Linked DNA regions of Mus musculus: region 1 is linked to region 2. The links are chromatin contacts, called in public HiChIP or PLAC-seq maps. All regions are on one chromosome and are shown on one strand. The core of a region is the stretch at or near the end of the contact, and the rest is flanking DNA. Distances in the headings are between cores, read along the strand shown. Region 1 holds the start of Foxd3 (forkhead box D3). Region 2 has its middle 41 kb from the start of Gm35379.

Region 1 (6,337 bases), core at 1,868-4,367, 380 kb after region 2:
AGCGCGGAATCCAGCTGGCTTCAGGCAGATTCCCGCGGCGATGAGCCCTCCCCCCCGCCAACCTTTCTGCCTCTCACCTGTACTACACTACCGCTTAGCTGCTGCTTCCTCCAGCACAGAGGCTGTGCCGAAACTGATGTCCACCCGAAGAGAAGAAAACCACAGAGGGTCCCCAAACAGAGCGATCACGGGAATCTCTGCGGTCTCCTCTAGAAATCGATATTAAGCCGCTAGGCCCGCGCGGGCGACGGGTTTGGGGACAGCAGCCTGAGCGTCTCATCATTTAGCTAATCGAGTCGAAAAGTTTCTGTAGGGGCCGGACCCAGCATCAGATGGTAACACTGATTGAACAAGAGATTAGCACAATAGATCTCTAACCGAGGGGAAGCGTTGCTTTTCACGCTACGCACCGTAATTAATGGTATGAATCAATTAATTTGACTTTTATTGTGTCGAAGGAAAAAGGCGCAACAAATGGAACCGGCAGCTGGGAGTTGTTCACCACCCCTTTCCCCAGAGAGGTTCCAAGGAGATACACGGGAACGGACCGCCCAGATCCGGCCTTGGCGAAGGGGGAGAGGCAGCCGTCAACGAGGCGGACAAAGTCTCCTGAGCCAGCTCAGGCTAGCCGGGAAATCGAAATTAGGCTCATTTGGAGACTAAAAAGCGGCCTCGAGAGCAGCCTTGAAGCCAGGGTTCTCGCGCGCGTACAAGCCTTCGCCAGAGGCTCCGCCATCAAGATCGCGGTCCGGTCCACTCTGAGCCTTGCGCCCGCCAATACAACTGGCAATCCAAGTTGGGCAAAAGGTTTTCCTAAATTTGTAAATTTGGATCGTGTTTTCTTTTCCTCCCCACCTTCCTTTGAGTTGCTTGAGCAGTCGCCACTGTGACCTCTTGCCTAGGGTGCAGCCAGCTCCAGCTGGTAGCTCCTGTCGGTTTCCCGAGAAGACTGTCTAGTCAGCGGAATAGACGTTTTTGAGTCAGCGCGTCATTAGTGGTGCAGCTGCGGAAATCAACTCAGGCATGCGTTTTAGGGCCAGGTGTAACCCCAAGATCAACTGGAAACAAACAAACAAACAAAAACCATAGAGATTCCAGACCTCTCAGGATAGTCACTGCTCTCCCCACCCCCACCCCCGCCCCCCAAGCCTGTAGCCGCCCAACTCGGAGCAGCATTGAAATCCATACGCAAAGAGCTACTGGTATTGATGGGAGAGTTGTGTAATGGGATAATCGTCAACCTGTGGTGTCCTAATGCCTGTAAAAATGCAATTTTGCATATTAAGATATTTTATTAATTTGATGTAACTAGGAAAAATGGCTCTAGGTGACGATACAGAATCAGAGGCACACTGGCAACCTGGAAGTACCTAACTTTTTCGCTGTTTCCTATAAACAATACAGAAATTGTTTCCTCCCTGACTTCCTCCTCTCATTCTCTTATAACCTGGGGTTCATAGATCCTTCCCCTAGGCCTTCAGCACACAAATTAATCGGGTTTCAAGAAGGCTCAAATCGGTAAGTGCTCTCCTCTGACAAAGAAGCGGCCTAAAAGCGAGGGGGGTGGGGTTGGTCAGGGCGACCAAGGTCATCTCAAACCACTCCGGGCTGGGAACACCAGTTCCCCTCGGACGGACGTACCGAGTCCACTCACCTCAGCAACAGCAGGCGCTGACCCTGGGTCACTTTAAAGTCCCCACCCCAGCATCTCTGGGATTTCCCAGTCTCTCCTACCAGAGCTGACATTCCTTGTACTTCACGTGCGCTGGACACATCCTCGCCTCTTCTTTGGCGCAGATTTCTACAGAAGTTAAGTCTTGGATAGTTTATTCACACTTTAAGAGATAACCCACATTAGTTAGCAGCAGAGGTGAGCCCACTCCCGCCAGCACGCCCTGGGACACTGTGGTTCCTTGGAGGTCGTGCCCTCCACTCGGAAGTATACGCCAGCTCCCCCCAGTTTTCCAACCCCCCCCAGTCGGTGCGCCACGTCTAATAACAAGGCCCAAAGCCTCTTCCCCAATCCTCTCCACTTACCCAAGACCGCTGCCAATGCCTGCTCCGTTTCCAGCTCATTTCCGACTTTTTCTGTGCTAAGTCGTTTAACAACTCCAACAGCCAGTTATGACGTCTTTGTTTATAGGTTCCCTGCTATTTTACGTCCTTTTTATTTCTCTGCAACTATCCTAATAGGTTAATCGATAGCTATTCTCTGACCTCGGGAAACCCCAGCTGATGGTGTTGTGACCGTTGCGAATATATATATATATATATATATATATATATATATATATATATTCCTGCGTCGTGCCCGGAAAGCTAGGGTAAGACTTGAGTAGTTAGATTTGGGGGTGATGCGAGGCACATCAGCAGATGTCTTTTCTCTGGAATAGCCCTGAAACAGGAGGGGGTCTGAGGCCTAATTAGCAAAAGGAAGCCGGATGTGTTCCTTTAATCCTTGAATCGAAAACAAAACCCCAAAGCAAATCAAAATAGTAAGTTTTTTTCTTTTCTTTTCTTTTTTTTTTTTTTTTTAAATCACAACCTTGTTCTGCATTGCCAGTTGGTCTATATAATATTAGCAAAGAGGGGAGGGCAGGGTAGTAAGAAAAATGCAGGGGGCGGAGAGGGCAGGGTGGTAAGAAGCCCTACAGTCCGGAGGACACTCTTAGGCCCACGCCCTCTCCACCCCCACCCACCCACTCTCACGCCCTCCCTGAACCCCACACCCGGCTCCAGCGTGGGCAGGGGTCTCCCAACAGCCCGAAGAGCTTTCGGGGCCTGCGGGATGCTAGCGCCTAGTCGGTGAGGAGTTGCGCTTCTGTCGTCCCTTTGTTGACAATTCCCTGAACCAACTTGAGTTTGGCCAGCTCCACGGCGGCCCTGACGTCACGCGCGGTCACGTGGCCCCGCCTCCCTCTGGATCTTTAAGTAGAAAGTAATCTATCAGGCCAGTCCTTAAAACGGGACTTTCGACTACCCAGGCTTGGCTTCCCTGTCACCACCCCCCCAACCCCCAACCCCGCGGTCGCCCATGCCCGCGCCCTCCAGAGCTGCTTGGAGCCCGGCGTCCCGCGCTTGCCTGGACCGCTCCTGAACCCCACGCCCAAACCAGAGGTCGAGGAAGGCTGGTGAAGTGAGGGGGTGCGGCGTGGAGAAACCTCCGGGGTCGCGAGCAGTAGCTGTCTCCTCGTAGAGAAGCGTCGAGGACCGCAAGAGTTCGCGGAGCGCGGCTGCGGAGCGCAGCGCCCGCACCGCGCGATGCCAGGCCTCCTCGTGTGAGCTGACCCGACAGGGCCCCGAGCTACCTGTGCCCTCTCCCCCCCCCCCGGCTTTCTTTCGGGGGACACTCACACCTCCTTTGCCTGAGCTCCGCGGCCGCCCCTCGCGGCCCCCCTCGCTCTCTGCTCGCTCCTGGCCGCCGCCACCAACCCCGCGGAGGGATGACCCTCTCCGGCAGCGGCAGCGCCAGCGATATGTCCGGCCAGACGGTGCTGACGGCCGAGGACGTGGACATCGATGTGGTGGGCGAGGGCGACGACGGGCTGGAGGAGAAGGACAGCGACGCCGGGTGCGACAGCCCCGCGGGGCCTCCGGACCTGCGCCTGGACGAGGCGGACGAAGGGCCACCGGTGAGCGCTCATCACGGCCAGTCTCAACCGCAAGCCCTGGCACTGCCCACCGAGGCGACCGGGCCGGGGAACGACACGGGAGCTCCGGAGGCCGACGGCTGCAAGGGCGGCGAGGACGCGGTGACAGGCGGCGGTGGGCCCGGCGCGGGCAGCGGGGCGACGGGAGGTCTGACCCCGAACAAGCCCAAGAACAGCCTGGTGAAGCCACCCTACTCTTACATCGCGCTCATCACCATGGCCATCCTGCAGAGCCCGCAGAAGAAGCTGACCCTGAGCGGCATCTGCGAGTTCATCAGCAACCGTTTTCCGTACTACCGGGAGAAGTTCCCCGCCTGGCAGAACAGCATCCGCCACAACCTGTCGCTCAACGACTGCTTCGTCAAGATCCCCCGCGAGCCGGGCAACCCGGGCAAGGGCAACTACTGGACCCTGGACCCCCAGTCCGAGGACATGTTCGACAACGGCAGCTTCCTGCGGCGCCGGAAGCGCTTCAAGCGCCACCAGCAGGAGCACCTGCGCGAGCAGACGGCGCTGATGATGCAGAGCTTCGGAGCCTACAGCCTGGCGGCGGCGGCGGGCGCAGGACCCTACGGCCGCCCCTACGGCCTGCACCCCGCGGCGGCTGCGGGCGCCTACTCGCACCCCGCGGCGGCGGCGGCGGCCGCGGCTGCTGCGGCGCTCCAGTACCCGTACGCGCTACCACCCGTGGCTCCCGTGCTGCCGCCCGCAGTGCCCCTGCTGCCCTCGGGCGAGCTGGGCCGCAAAGCGGCCGCCTTCGGCTCGCAGCTCGGTCCGAGCCTGCAGCTACAGCTCAACACCCTGGGCGCCGCCGCGGCAGCCGCGGGCACGGCGGGCGCGGCGGGCACCACGTCGCTCATCAAGTCCGAGCCCAGTGCGCGGCCGTCGTTCAGCATCGAGAACATCATAGGCGCGGGATCCGCGGCGCCCGGGGGCTCGGCTGGGGGTGGTGGGAGCGGCGGCGGAGCCGGGGGTGGCGGGGGCAGTGGGGGCGGCGGCGGCGCGCAGTCCTTCCTGCGGCCGCCCGGGACTGTGCAGTCGGCTGCGCTCATGGCCACGCACCAGCCCCTGTCGCTGAGCCGGACGACTGCCACCATCGCGCCCATTCTGAGCGTGCCGCTGTCTGGACAGTTCCTGCAGCCCGCAGCCTCAGCCGCAGCGGCTGCGGCCGCCGCCGTGCAAGCCAAGTGGCCCGCTCAATAGTGATGAGCTAGTGGCCGGGCCGGACGGCGGCCTCTGGCAGCAGCCTGCTCTTCCAGGCGGTACGCCCTCTCTGATCCTGGTCCATCTGTCCTGGTCCTGGTCCTGGTCCCTCTACCCAATCCTGGACTCTGCTACCCGCCCCCGACTCCCCAACACTGACCAACAGCGGCCTCCATCCCCTCACTCACCTAAGCTGGCGGAGCAAACTCAACCCGCGTCCGCTGGGAATAACTTTCCGTACAGGTAAAACTGATAACCGAATTTCCAAAAATGCACCCCGACGGCGCCTGTGTTCTCAGTACTGTGGGGGTGGGAGGGACATTCTTTGTACATATTTGTATAAAAATCATTGACTTTCCTTTTGGGGTTTTTATTTTTTTAAGAAAATAAAAAGCAATTCAGTAGATTTAGAGCTTTGAACTTTCATATTTTTTTGAAGGTTCACTCTGCGCAGTTTTATCTGAGAAAAAGAATGTATAAAGACGTTGGGAGATTTTAAATCCAAAAAAAATTTTTCAAAAAGGCGAAGTGTCATTGTATTATAAAAGTCTGTTTATATATGAATGAATATATATGGTATTCTAAATGTTATTCCATCGTGTTGTACACAATTTTGTAAATAAATTTTTAAAATGCTCAGCCTAGTGTTTTAATTAGGTGTCTAGCAAATGGCAAGATTTTACAATGGAATTTGCATTGTCTTCCCCAGAAAATCTAGCAGTCTTAAGTAATGACCTTTTCAAACGTTGCAAATTCACAATTTGGGTGTAGAAACATTTGAATTTGAAAATGGAAAGAGCGTACTTAATTTAAATTATATTAATATGTGACTTTTCACATAACCAGGATAAGGATGACAATCCCATTCATATCAAGCCACTGTGAATGACTCGCAGCTCCTGCAAAGTGTGCTGTCATTAAAAATCTAGGCAAAAGCAGCCTTGTTCATTTTAAAGAACATTGGTCGAATATAACCCCCTAGGCAAACTTACAAGGAGTCTTTGGTCATTTGAATTGTCCTTTCAAGAACAAAATTCCAAACATCTCGTATTTTAGCATTTAAACCTCGGGTTTTTGGAATTCCTTTTCATCCCTTCATTGGAAATGCTAAATCTCATTGATTTTTAAACTCACATGGTACCATTTTGGCCTTTGTATTGAAATAGTATCTTGCATTACGATGATAGGCAATAGATCGTAGGGTTTTGTTTTTTGTTTTTCCCAGAAAAATATCAAGTAAAATCCCTCTTTTTCCATTGCAATTATCAACTCACATAACTAGATATCTAGAGGATTCCCGAACCGGTAACCCCTCCTCTCGAGCCTTTCAGAAGGCCAAGGAATCATAATACTCTTCTAAAGCCAGGTGCATGTTACCTCCGCCCTTTTTTTCTACCTTAGCCAGATTCATGCTTTTTTTTTGAGAGAGAGAGAGAGAGAGAGAGATCTAAGGTAGGAGTAGGAAATATCCTTGTAGATTATTT
Region 2 (6,365 bases), core at 2,845-5,344:
CCTGAAACACAATGGCATGCCTTTGAGAGGTGGCAGAGCTTTAAAGGACTTTTAAAAATTATTCAACCCAATCAGTCCCCAATGGTAAAGTTATTCTTGTTGAAGTTATGCACCTGTTTATGACAGGGCTGCTCTGTTGGTCTAATTTGCCCATGTAGCTCACAGAAAAGTTATTTTAATGAATGTAGTTTCTGGGGCTGGAGCAATGGCCCAGCAGTTAAGAACACTTGCTGTTCTTGCAGAGGACACAGGTTTGGTTCCCTCACCTACATGGTGGCTCACAACCATCTGTAACTCTACTTCCAGGGAATCCGATGCCATCCCCTAGCATCAGGCATGCCACTGGTACATGCATATGTGTAAGTAAGACAATATAAATAAAACAATAAATCTCTTCAAAAGGGTTTAGTTTTCCTCTTTTCCTTCCCTCCAGCATCATGCACCATACACTGACTGGGCTTCTCACCACACCTTCTCACACAAGTTTCAGAATCAAGCGATTCCTGGCCCAATGAGCGTAAGCAAACCTGTCCTATTCCTTAATGGATTCCTATGAAAACTGGTAATGAAATCAGATACAAGTTCCTGTGAAGATACAAGTGCCTGTGAAGACACTGGGGAGAACGAAGTTGGGTCTTAAGGATTCACTCGATGGCAAGTCTGAAGGTTTATAAGTTACTCATGGTCATTGATCAATCCTACCAGATGGAGTTCAACAGTTTTAACCTGGACACTTGGTCATGTTTAAATTGGGTGTGTAGTTTGCCCAGTAATTAAATGAAGAGCCTTTCAAAACAACAGCAAGAAGAACAATTTAGCTTTTGTTTGGCACTTTTAATATTACCAGCACAAATAGCCACCCATTTGCTGGCATCTTAAAGAAAGGCTTAAATAAACTGGGGCATTGGTTGATTTTCAAGCCCATACTCCTCAGAGAGGATGGTACTGTTTCAGAAACTGCTTTTCTTTGGTATCCAGTTGGAGCATTGATGTAGAGTTGGGGAGTTGATACTGCTTTGAGAATAGTGAGCCAATAGAAGAGAGAATTAACCTAAGCATCTTTTCAAAAACATTCTTGCCCTCCTCCCGGCCGGTTTATGTCTTGACTTCCATTTCTTGTTGGGTTCCTATTTCAAGAGGCATAGGGGTGTGGGTGTCAGTTCCAGCTACCATGCTTTCAAAAGGATGAGGAATTTGAGAAAGAATGGAAGTTTCCGTTATTGATTGTAGTGAAACAATCCTCTAAACTTACTGTCTCCTCTCTCTATATATCATCTCCCTCTTCCTCCTCCACCTCTCTAATATCCATGTAACAGTGTTAGGTCATCTGTATTTTTGGAATAAGTCAAAATGAAGTATAACAGATTGCATAATTTCTGAACACATTAATTATTCCCTGCAAACATCAGAGGCATTGTGTGAGGAATGTAAACGTCTGTGCCTCTCCAGCTCTGTGCGTTCTTACAAATGCACTCCATTAACCGTAGAAGTTGCTCCTCTTCATGATTCTGTGGGCTGGGTGGACTCAGTCGTGAGTCTCCTCTGCTGTTCTGTGGTCACTCAGCCAACTGTCGTCCTTGGGGAGTGTGGGTGCCGTCATTCAGGAACATTTCCAAGTGATCTCTTTAGTTAGTAGTCCACCTAAATGTTTCCCCAGCATAACAATTGACTCTGAAAAATGCCAAAACAGTAGCTTCCAGGCCTTTTAAAGGTTTGGGCTAGGATAGACATAGTGCCTCTTTTGCTATAAAACAATTTGGGAAGACAATTCTAAAGGCCAGCCTAGACTCCGGTGTAAGGGAATGGATGGCATTTACTGTCAGGAGAAGTGACCATCTTTAATCTTCTGAAATCTTGATTTTAGGGGATCTTAATTTTTTTTTTTTACAACAATGTTTTAACTTTATTGACTCTTCAGTGTCCACATAAAATACTCAACAAATGCCAATATCTCTTTAGCATAAGCAAGAGTGAGTTTCCTTAGTTTCCTGCAAAGTCTCAGAAGTAGATAACTCAGAAAAAAACCACTTGTATTATGACTTCATGAAGCCTCCATTTCAGAGATTACAGAGGATTCCTAATTGCCTGTGTTAGAGCTGGGGTACAGGTTCCCACCCCTTTTCCTTTCAGGTGTGCAAAAATGACTTTTGGGTCCTAGGAAATTTAAATTTCAGTATAAAAAGAAACATGAGCACACGATTGCTCCAGAAAAAGAATTTTGGCTGGGACTTTAGATGGGTAATTTTGTTCTGCAAAAAAGACCCTATCCATTTTCTCCTTGGCTGCTTAATTCTCATTTCTCTATTAGAGTCTGAATTTAGAGAGTCATCTCTGACTAGGTCCTACTCTGCCAAAACAACAGAAAGTGCCAAGCTGCCGGAGCCATGGTGGCCAATTTGACATGGAAGCATTATAAAAACAGGACTGAGAGATCAGCTTTGAATTCCCTAAACTTTTTTTTGAAATACTTACAAAGGTTTTACACACAGGCACCATGCCGGCTTTTCTCTGCAAACGCAGCCCTTGCCCAGCCAGCCAAGCCTCCTGCTGAAAGCCGGCAGACAATGGTGGGAAAGGCATTATGGGGCGGATTGCGCTGTAAAGACAGCCACGGGATTATGAGTCCCTCTTTCCCTGAAGGCAGCAGCAGAATCACCAAGAGGCGCCTGTCCCCCTCAAATGAGATACAGCAGTTCATCATGTCAGACTCCGCCACGGAGGGTTAAGGCTATGGGGCTTCTGGCTGTCAGCAGCAAGGATTTCATCTTGGGGCCCCTCAGGTCATATGGAGGAAGCCTAAGAAGTTCATCCTGCCATTTCCATTGTCTGGCATCTTGTCCCCAGTTACCACCCCAGTGTGCTCTTGACCAGCCTTGTAACCAAAATCATGTCTATGTTCAAGAAATTAGCATCCCAGACTTCCCTTCTCTTCTGTAGGAGAACACCCCAGTTGGTATTCAAATAAACTAACTAACAGAAATAGAAAAGGATTGGCATATTTTAACAAGGAAATCTTAATACATGTCTACAAACTTAGAGAACTGTCTTTTAATATTTAGATTCATTCTGTGAAGAGAATTTGAAGTTATTTCTACGGAGTATAAATTTACTGTAGGGGCAGAATTCTGAAGGAAAAACAGAAGCAGTCCTTTAGTGGAGTTACAATGTTGCGATTCTGTTCACAGCTCCTGTAGACTCTATTGGACTCAGTTCAGATTTTGCACACAGCAATTGTTTCATTGTAGAAATCTTTTGTGTCTTTTTTTTTTTTTTTGGAATTGCTACATTGTCTATAAATATTTAGCGCTAAGCCCTGATTGGGTTGTATTTACCCCTGTAGTTCTGTATTACAGATGCATCTGCTGAAATGAAAAGTGGCCACATTTTCACTAGTGCTTAATTAAATGCCAAAATTTATCTACATTAACAACAAAGTCGTGAAATTTATTGATCAATTCACATGATATAAGTTGACAAATGGCTTAAGCAATTTCCATAATTTTCTACACGTGTTAAAATTTGTAATGAAAAAGAACACTATATTCACATTAAATGAGAGCTGAGAGGGAGACTCTGTCCCAGGGCCAGTGCCCTGGAGCAGTGGATGTTGTCTGCCCGCCCTGTCCAGGCTTGCTGTTTGAGCTGTGTACAGATGGGGCTCTGACAGACCTACAGCTGTTCTCCTAATTGTCCATTAAGCGTTCTATTGATTCTCTGATTCAAAGTACATGTCTTTCAGCTCAAGCTATCCTGTGAAGTGGCAGACACATTCCTTGTAGAATGACAGAGCCGCTCGAAAGCTAAAAATGTGCTCTGCCAGTTTCAATTGAGGGTGCTGCTGTGAAAGAGAAGGCTTGGTTAAAGGCGCTCTGTGATCGAGGGGTAGGCTGTATTTTCTAAACTTTTAGCATCAATCAATTAAAGTAGCAGCAGCCTGGAGAGTTTTAATTCCTGGTTAAGGGTGTACAGATTACACCTGGCCGATACAGGTTAGGGCAAAGGGATCAGTCTCAGCAACAGATCAGATGGCTGGGCTGATGTCTGCAGATGCTTTCCCGCCTGCACCTGACAGGCACAGTCATTTTCATTTCTCCTGAAAGTTCGATTTTAGCACGTAAAAATTGAGATCATCTGCAATCCCACATTATGCCAATCAGAAGCATGTTCAGAATTGACTCTCTTTAATCCGGAAAGAAAGAGTTATATAAGATGCATATCTATTGCAAGGCCCATAAATCTTCAGAGGAACGAGGGGTCCTAGATAAAAGCTTGAAGGTTCTTCTGGCCCGGAAGGGGTCCTTTGACATATCACTTCCGGTCCCTAGTGATGCAATCAGCTTAGCACTTGATCTCATTTTGCCCAGCTGTGTCTCAAGCCATGCGCTGCTCTCTTTAGAGTGCATCAGTTGTGTAGTCCACTGCAAATCAGGGTTTTAGGACTGAAACAAATCAACTCTCTCTCGAAGTGGTTTAGGTTGCTCTGAATAGCATTTGCTTTCTTATCTTAATGGCAGTACACAGCCTAATGTTTTTCTATCATCTGGGTTTAGTTCTTAATTGCCATGTAGCAGGACATTTTGTTGGAAACAGTCTTGCTGCCTAGTGATGTTTCATCTGTAAATGAGATGAACAATGTTTGTTGCCGCTTGTGTCTCATTAATTTAATTAGCCCCCCCCCCCCAAGGCCTCCATTTCTGTTGCGGTTCTCTGGTGTGATTTTTAACTATTGAATACGTTTTGACATTTATCTAAAATTTCAAAGGGGAAAAAGATTATCAAACACATCTTCGTGTGTTTTAAGTACTAAGGATATCTAAATGAGTAAACGAGGAACAGAGTCAAGAGGAAGGGAAATCACTTTAAAGGAAGAATTACCCAAAAGCTGTTTCTCCCAATTTCTTCGATATATGCCACGTTCTCATCTGTTCATCTTCTCCCGAGAGCTTCTCTCTTGAGCAGTGTCCACCTTTCTCCTCCAGTTGGTTTGGTTGGGTAGAGGAGCACTGTCCTTATGCACAGTGCTGTCTGAAGTGTGGCTCCTGTGACCCAGGTCCTCTCTGTCCTGAATCCTTGTACTGCAACATCAGAACCGTGAGCTGTCTAACCAAGCAGGGGTTTAGAATGTCGGGGAGTTCAGTGTTTTCACCGTTAACATCTTCAGGGTTTAGGAGTAGAAGTTTCTCAGTCTATTTGCCTTCAAAACATTTGTTTTAAAATTCAAAAGTAGGTGGACAAATGAGCTATCCTGACACGTACTACAGAATCTAATCCCGGTGCAGGGATTTATGGACTTGGGGAATGTGGACACTTGCAACCTAGAGCCCCTGTTCCCTCACCGCAGGGTGATAAATTCTCTCTATCTGCTTTTCCCTCGGAAAACAAGAGAAAAATCCATTTTGAGCATGGTAATATAGTATATATTGATACCTGCAAAACATTATGTGAATCTACTTAGACTCCAGCACTTTCAATTACACTGTTAGCCAGTTTTTAAAGAAGATTTTTAGAAGCTTTCAACTGTAGACTTTTGTCTTGTTGAATGAACTTCAGCTACACTAAATTTTAAGTAAATTTGTGATGACTGAGCAATATACATTGGCTGAGCTAGAATCCAATAACCCACAGGACAAATTAATTTTCAACAAAAAGGGCAGAAACCTCAAGTGCCACGAGTATATGGAGCCTCATTCTTTCTCTCTGGAGCCATTTTTTGCAAATCACTACAGCTATTCATAATCTAAATCAGTCTCCTTTAGCAGCAGAAAGATCTTTTCTCATGACAAAACAGAGGCTGACATTCATTACTGCTAACTTGCGTAAGCTACCTTAAATTTATTGGTGCTTCTCCACTTACCTGGGTAAGAATTCCTTTGTCTCCTGCTATAGGGAAATTTCAGCTCCACTACTTAAAAATATCAATTGTCACTTTTATCAGAACTTTTGGCAGTTTACTTTATTTTAGAAGTAAAACTGGTGGTTAAGGTTTTTAGGACTTCCAATGGGCGTTGTTTGAATCATATTTAATGGGTGTCTAGGATAGTAATATGATTATGTTTAAGTTCTGTGCTGTACAAAAAAAAAATCCATATTTCTATCCATGTACTGCTGGGGAGGTTCTGGGGAAACGAGCCTTTTCGTGGTGGATGTGGCATTACCTGCCAGCCGTGGGCAGAGGAGAAACCACCCAGGTCTGTGCACTGGTTGTATTCAAAGGTTGATTAAAGCGGGGAGGAGGTTATCAGATGGAACTTTGAAATGCTCCATTTACTGCCAAAGCCTTTCTGTCCATCAGTGGGACAGAGTCTCGTATATGCTCATAGGCTCCTGATAGAGTCTTTCTTTTGTGGATCAGCATTCTTTCCAGG

Evidence for each region. HiChIP or PLAC-seq counts read pairs in DNA pulled down with a chosen protein or histone mark.
Region 1: an H3K4me3 HiChIP or PLAC-seq map of forebrain shows a contact between it and region 2, with 3 times the contacts expected there. The contact joins the promoter of Foxd3 here to the enhancer-like site in region 2. A contact is called at or near these places in 8 of 115 datasets of contacts at active chromatin or transcription factors (embryonic basal ganglia, embryonic forebrain, embryonic hindbrain and 5 more).

The regions. Positions count from the first base shown.
Region 1 is chr4:99,653,182-99,659,518 of GRCm38.p6, forward strand. It overlaps Foxd3 (forkhead box D3), which reads left to right and starts at 3,118. Exons shown (of 1, transcript NM_010425.3): 1 at 3,118-5,490. The coding sequence starts at 3,444. The coding sequence ends at 4,853.
Region 2 is chr4:99,270,472-99,276,836 of GRCm38.p6, forward strand. It overlaps a transcript of Atg4c not described here. Among named protein-coding and RNA genes, the nearest start is that of Gm35379, 41 kb to the right of the region's middle. Within about 2 kb of position 4,095, at least 27 of the 459 cell types and tissues checked have an H3K27ac peak or open chromatin away from gene starts, as enhancers often do. A contact at or near this core is called in embryonic basal ganglia and forebrain, where this site is marked.